2 separate regions of the Anser cygnoides genome follow, and region 1 is linked to region 2. A link is a contact called in public Hi-C data. All regions are on one chromosome and are shown on one strand. The core of a region is the stretch at or near the end of the contact, and the rest is flanking DNA. Distances in the headings are between cores, read along the strand shown.

Region 1 (3,978 bases), core at 824-3,323, 54 kb before region 2:
GCTCTTCAACTACACAGGAGAATTCACTTTTATGAAACATGACCCCAGTAAAGCTATTTTAACATAAAGACTTAAATATTACCTAAATATCATACTACATCATAGCTATCAATAGATACTACTACATCTATGGAATACAAAATACAATTCTACAGAGTACTAAAACTTAACTCTTAAGGTATTCCTGGTTCATCAGAAATTCCCACAGGCTCTTTTTCATTAAGGCAGTGAAATTTGTACCTATTTTGAACAACGATATTTTTATATGCAAGTATTACAATAAGGACTGAATACTGACACAACTGTTCCAGAGTTAACCTGTTAGCAAATCAGTTACCACCATTGTAAATTAGCACTATGATAACCGACCTACCCAAATGCATGTGCATACATGTGTCATACGCCAAAAGACAAGAAAATGATTTGGTAGAAGGTAAACTTAGGTAGAACAGCCAGTTTATTCATTTATATTGCTGATGCTTAACTTGAAATTGAGAAACGTTGCTCAGACAGAGGATTAATGAGGAGTGTACCAAACTTAAAATTACTCAAATATCTGTAGAAAAAATACTGAACATCACGATGAGTTAATATCGGAAGCTATGAGAGAAGTTTTGATGTCAGAATAATGGCATTTCAAAGAAAGTTTATTACTTGCTTAAAAGAGTCAATATGCATACAGGTGTGATTCCACAGCATGTTCTTTATTTTCACTTAAACACAAACTCTTAAAACTTGACACTAGGTACTAATTCTAAGTACATTTTCATTTCTGGATAAATGTTATGCTACAACCTGGGAAATAAGAATACAGTCATCTAGAAAATAGGTATTTATGAACAGTAGATACAAACTAAATTGGAAAAATGGTACACATTTCAAGAAGAAAAAGTGACAAACTAAGATGTGGTAAGTTTTGTAATTTACTTGTAATATAAACTATACACAATTCAAGTACAAACATGCAGTTATGATGCAGGGGAAAAATGGGAAGTATTCATATAATTCAATTAATTTGCACAAAAGATACCATTAAGTTGTGAATTACTTTACAACAGCAAACATACCATCAAAATTGTTATTTAAGAATTTACTTACAAGGTGTTTTGTTGGTTTTTCTTTAATTTACTTTTGCATTAGCATATTAGGTTCCTATTGTTGGTGCCAGAGGATTTTGAAAAAATCTCAAAGCAAAAGTTACCTGGTTGCTATATAACATAAGATGCAACTACTGTAATATACCATAGCTTTTGAACTTCTAAGGAAAAAGATATTTATGTAAACAATCTGTACAAATTATCAAAAGTGAAAACAACAGACTTCTAGGATAGATGTGACAAATGTTGAGATATAAACAAAGGAAAATCACCAAGTGAGGAGAAGCGTTAAATCCGCTACATAAAACAAAGACATTACGTCTGTTTATCGCTCATCTCATTCATCCCTGAATCTTCACTTGAGCTTTGTATTTCAGCAAGGTGATTCCCAGATTCTGTGGGGTTTTCTGGTAGAGGGTCACTGGGTCCAGCATCATTATCTGAAGTAGAAGCTGCAGCTGATTCAGCAGTACACTCTTCTCCCTGTATCTTAGCTAGCCTGTAACTAGTCAGCATCTCTTCCAGAAGGTGGCGGTAGTTCCCCCTATGATTAATTCTCATTTGCCTGAGTGCTTCCACCAATTTTCCCTGCGTTCCACTTTCCTCGGCTTCGCCAGGGTCCTTTTTTTAAGATTCAAGACCCCAAAAAAATCAGTTGTTAAACTAGGGTATTTTAGAACGACATTGAAAAAAAACACAACTTTTCTGACTGAGAAAACAACAGCTTTGTTCTAATTTAAGTATAAAAACACTTATTAGCAACATACACCTTAGAACAGTATCATTCATGTTTATTTTATACAATATAAAAACACTGTTTTAATAGGTATCATCCCTTAAAATAATAATTTCAATTTATTTTGAGCCAGACAGTGTCAACATGTTACCTCCACCCAATTAACTCCTTCTTGGTTCGAACGGTCTTTCTTATAGATATTCTCCACAATTGTCATTTTGAAATGAATGAAATTTGAACATTTAAGCTTCTTTAGCCAACAGGTCAATATTTTTAATTGTGAATTTTCACACAGCTGATAGCAACGCAGTTCTGTGAAAAGCTTACAAAAAAGAACAGGCTACCACTAACAATTTAGTTGAAGCATCACCTCGATACAAATGCTTCAATGTGTTTTAGAAGATGATCCCTCTATATTAAAGACAGATTTCTGCATGCATGATGCTGCCATAAAAGAAAGAAAACAGCTACCTATCAGCACCAGGAGCGGTGGGGTTTAAACAACATAAGACCATGGTTTTGGCAGATGTGTATTGCATTGAAAAATTCACAGCAACAGCCATTTAAAGTCAAATTTAGTGACCTACAGCACAGAACCTGAATAACACGCACTGATTAAGGAACAGAGGTCTCTTCTGCAACCATGTATTTGTCTACAAGCCTTCAATGGAAAGTCTTTTGTTGCTGTAGGGTTCTTTTGGTGTTTGTTTGTTTCCAATAGGCTTCTGTATCTATTACAGCACATTGAAATCAATATTAAATATTTTAACTTTCAAGTGCTATAGCAGTACTGTTGCTTTAAGAGAATAGCATGTTTTAAATTATTAATATCTAGCAAGTTATCAAGCTAGACAAATGGAACTAGAACACTTGAAGCTGGCAGATTTTGCAACAGAGGCAAAATCCAGACTGCCTTCTTCTCATGCCGACCTCATTTTATTGTTATCTAGTCCAAAAGCTTCATAAGCTACAAATATTGCAATTGCTCATTTTCAAGCTAAATAGAGGTATTAAGACAGTATCCTGGGTTCAGGAAGATTTTGGATGCTGTAATGTTGCTGGAATAGAAGTCCTAAGACCGATTAGAAAAATGTAAGTTAAAAGGAGACAATTTTACCACAAAGGTGAGCATTACTGTATATAATGCTATCCCTCTAAGCTCTATTTGTTGCTTAAGTAGAGATGTATTTCCACTGTGGTTTTCTGGTCTTAGTTTCAGATGTTGTGACTGCCACGTACTGGCATTTTCACATTCAGATAGATCTTCAAGAGCCCGTTGAGGAAAAGCAAGTTAAAAATACATACTTTTAATGCGTTAAGTGGGACTGGTTTAGTGCCTTAGAAGCACAAATTCAGCAAAAATTCAGAGCATCAAAATTTGACTTGATATAATTCCTCTGTCCCATCAATTTTACTCTGAGGTTTTGACATTAGCAAACATACGCCCACTCCACAATACTCAGATCTTTAAAGCCCTTTTGGCAGACTGAGGTAAATACTTTTGCTCCTGTGCAACTCTAAAGAGTAAATGCAATAAGCAATATGCTAGCATTGCCGAGACTCCTGAACAACTCGAATGCTATTATGAACCAAAATAACAGTGCTGTTAGTGCTTGATATTTGAGCCTGCATCCTACTTTGTATCGTTTGATGCTGGTCCATTTTGTGCTTCCCTTGTCTCCCTCAGTGTTAGCAGACAAGAAACCCCACATATAACAGACAGTAGAAACTGCTCTTATATATATATATGTATATATATACACACACACATATATTGTATATGTATACATAAGTATATATACACACACACAATTACTGGTATGTTTTCTTCTCTATACACACACTATACACTATATATACACTACTACAGATTTATCTCTAATGACATTTGGTTAGAACAGGTCCCTCAAAAGCCCTGAAAACTAACATTATTGTACAAGTTTGCATTTGTCCTTCTTCATGTTCTAATTCAACTCAGTCCTGACCATAAAAACAGGTAGCTGTATTTAACATGAGCATTCACGATTCTTACACAACTTCTCCTCTGTTAGATTACTTGTACATAAAGAGCCACTGTGTGTTAAAGGACACCAGATTTACAGTGTTTAAGGCTGCAAGAATTTTGTCCCTTTAATTTTTTTAAAA
Region 2 (3,622 bases), core at 206-2,705:
CCAGTTTCCCTTTTGCGCAAATACCATTGCCCTGGTACACACATGGACGCACAGCCTACGGGAAGCTTCGCCCTGTACAAGCACAATCCCCACAAACTCATCCTACCCCCGCATCTTTCCAAACCCACAGAGACCTTTCAATGCCCCCGCTGCTCATTTCTACTTCTAAGCATACGGCCAAGTTCCCTCACAGCCTCAATCTACAGTAAACCGTGGCAATTTACCCACAAGAATAAAGCATTGATGCCCTTACAGACAGAAGCTTACACTGCCTGACATCACCAGTACGGATGGATGCCTACAGATACCTCCCAGCACATGCACGGCCTTTTCTCCAAACAGCACCATTGTGTCTACAAGATATGGCAACTGCCGTAAGTTTTCCAATTTGTATTCCATGGCTCAGCCAACAAACATCCAGGCTTCCCATGTTGTCACAGGCAGGCCAGCAGCCCATGGCTCCTGCCATGCTCCCGGGGCACAGACCGCGTCGCTTGCTGCCCTGGCCTGTCCCAACACACACGAAGCAGGGCTCGCTCCGCTGGTGACAGCCAGCCATCTCTCTCAGCCCTCGACAGGAGCGCCCGACAAACCAACTTGCATGCAGCTAAGCACATGCATGCCTCTCTGTCCACATACCATCTCCTATTACACACGAAGGTCTCGCACATTACGTCTAACCGCAGCGGCCACCAAACAAAACAAGTTCAGAACCTTGTAGGAACCTGTTGCCACCGTGCCTGGAAGCCGGACACGGGCTTGCCGCCCAAAGCCTCCTCCTCCTCCACACCGTCCAGAAGCCACACAGCTTATCCCTTCAGTTCTCACAACACGTCCAGGATTAGCTGCCTACCGCTCCCAGGTGTACAAGCCTTCGCGTACCACTACCCCCAAACACGTGTGCCTTCCCATGCCGCCTGCACCCCTAAGGCACGAGCACACCCCGGGCACCATGCCCCTCAGCCCCCCCCACCAGGCGGCCGCCCCCAGCCCCTCAGACGGCTCCCCCCTTCCCCCGGCCCCGAGCTGCCCCCACCCCCGGCGCCGAGCCCCCCGCCCGGCCCCAAGGGCCCTGCCCCCAGCTTCCCCCCGACCCCCCCGCACCGCGCAGGAGGGCCCGGCTGGCAGGGCAGCTCCCCCGGCGGCCGGGCCCTGCTCCCCCGGCGGCGCCCCGCCGCTCCCCGCCGGCCCGGGCCCCTCTCCCCGTACCTGTCGGCGGAGCGGCGCCGGCGGCCCGGCAGGGCAGGGCAGGGCAGGGCACGGCAGGGCAGGGCCCGTCCCGCGCGGTGCGCTGCGGGGCCCCGAGGCAGGCGGCGAGGCGCAGCCCGTGAGGCGCAGGCCCTCAGGCGCGGCCCGCCCCGCGCCGGCCGCCGCCGGCCGCAGCCGCCGCCCGCTCGCGCAGCCGGAGCGCCGCCCGCAGCGCCGCCATGTTGGGAGCCCCCGTCCCGACGGCCGCCGCCGGCCCCGCCCTCCCCCCCGCGCTACGTCACGGCCCCCCCCCGAGCCGCCCCCCCGGCGATCCCGCCCCCCTCCCCGCGCCCGTCCCGAGCCTGCTATTGGCTGCCGCCGACGTCGCTCGCCCCGTTCCCGCCCCCCCCCCGCCGTCATTGGGCGCCCGCTCAGCTCGCGCTGGAAAGCCTCGGCGCCATTGGGCGAGCCGCGAGCCGCTCACCCGCCGGCCCCGCTGGGGAGCGTCCCCCGATTGGGCATTTCGCACCCGTCTCGCCAGCTATTGGCCGCCGCTCTCGTCCATCACGGCGCCGGCGCGCGCGGCGCCTGCCTTTCTCCGCACTTTCTTCGCCCGGCCTCGCCGCCTGGGCTGGCCGGACGGAAGCGGCTGTCAGGCGGCGCCCCCGCCCCGCCCCTCCCCGCCGCCGCAGCCTCCCCGCCCCGCCTTACCCGCGGGCCATTGGCTCCCGGCGCTGCCACTCCCCCGCCACCTCCCTCGCCCCGGCCGCCGCTGCGCGGGGTGGGCGGGAACCGGGCGGTGGGTGCCTCCTCCCGATTGGCTGCTTCCCCTGTCAATCCGGCCGGGCCGGCGGGCCCCCGGCGGAGCCGCGGCGCGCGCGCCGCTCCGCGCCGCGATTGGCCGCGCCGCGCCTGCGGGGAGGGGAAAGGTGCGCGGCGCCCCCCCGGCACGGAGGGGAGGGGAGGGGAGGGGGGAAATGCCCGTATGTCCGCGCGATGACATCACCGGCAGCCAATCAGGGGGCGCGGGGCCGGCCGGCCGGGGGGCGGAGGCTCGCGCCCGCCTGTTGGGGCCGTTGCGTTGCGTGTCCGGTGCTTCACGGCCATCAGCCCCCAGTAGCTCACAGCCCCCGGTGCCTCACAGCCCCCGGTACCTCAAAGACCCTCAGTACCTCAGCCCCCCGGTACCTCACAGCCCCTCAGTACCTCACAGCCCCCCGGTACCTCACAGCCCCCCCCCGTTACCTCACAGCCCCTATTACCTCACAGCCCCCGGTACCTCACAGCCCCTCAGTACCTCACAGCCCCCGGTACCTCACAGCCCCCCGTACCTCACAGCCCCTCAGTACCTCACAGCCCCCCGCTGTTCCCAAGGGGCAGAAGCCAGCCTGGGTCACCCCCGGGACACCCAGCTCCCTCCCTGCCACCCCATGTTGGGTTTATGCTGGCCACAGAATGGGCTCAGAGCGGCTGTGTGCCCCTCGGCTCCCCCAGCCCAGCGCTGCCCGTACCAGTACCGGTGGCACACGGGCTGATCCTTTGTGCCCCTTCACCATGTGCTGGGGTTGAACGGGCACCGCGGTCGTACATGGGGCCATAGGTCGAAACTCAGCTTACCTAGCGTTTTTATTGATCTGTCTCAACTTTTCTGGAGCTTTGGAAAAGCCCTGAAAAAGCCTGTAACTTGACAATAGGCCCCCTCTCTCTTCCACACAGGCGCACAATGGGATTATTTCCCAGAGTTACATCCACAGTCCAGAAAATACGCAGCTTTTAGCTTTAAGGTCATTGACACGCACACGAGATAACCCTTGCCTGGCACTCCAGAGGCAGTTTGAGCAAAGGTAACAGGAGCTGGAGCTGTGCTTTCTGCAGGTCCAGTGCACGTATGCTGCGAGGAGGAGGTTGGAAGGGGCACGCAGCGTGGTAGTGCTGCTTCCCGCAGCTCTCTGCCAGCCGGCAGAGTTGATGGACACTGAAACCTCGATTGCCTCAGAACAGATGCTCACAAGCAAGTTCGGAAACAGAACACTGAGACCACGGATCGCCCTCTGCCATGGAAGACTTGCTAATAGACAAGCTAATTTGAGTGCCCAGACCCGGCTGCCAATCAACCTAGTTATCCTTGCCGTGTCCACATGATCTGGGAGACTCAATATACTTTTATACACCTCACTAGGAGTTTGTTTTCTTTTTGTTTTTTTTTGGTGTGTGTGTGCCTTTCCTGAGGCTTACTTCTAGTGGTTATTTAAATACAATTTATGTATTATTAAAGTGATGACACATCTGGCTAAAAATTGCTGTATTTTCTGGTCGGTGAACATAAAATTCATTCAACATAGATAATTCTTGGGCTGCATTTGGAATAGCAGTTTTTACTTTAAGTGATTCACTGGGAATTTTTGGAAAGCCTGTCACTCTTGAAACACAGATT

What was found. Hi-C and Micro-C count contacts between places; a contact is called where the count stands out from the background.
Region 1: a Hi-C map of liver shows a contact between it and region 2, with 5 times the contacts expected there. The contact joins the enhancer-like site here to the promoter of PPM1B in region 2. A contact is called at or near these places in 2 of 7 Hi-C or Micro-C datasets (both in liver).

The regions. Positions count from the first base shown.
Region 1 is chr3:28,658,971-28,662,948 of Taihu_goose_T2T_genome, reverse strand. All of the region lies in intron 7 of PPM1B (protein phosphatase, Mg2+/Mn2+ dependent 1B), which reads right to left. Among named protein-coding and RNA genes, the nearest start is that of SLC3A1, 5.7 kb to the left of the region's middle. Within about 2 kb of position 2,073, at least 1 of the 3 cell types and tissues checked has open chromatin away from gene starts, as enhancers often do. A contact at or near this core is called in liver, where this site is marked.
Region 2 is chr3:28,604,747-28,608,368 of Taihu_goose_T2T_genome, reverse strand. PPM1B (protein phosphatase, Mg2+/Mn2+ dependent 1B) reads right to left here and starts at 1,455. Exons shown (of 8, transcript XM_066993801.1): 1 at 1,210-1,455.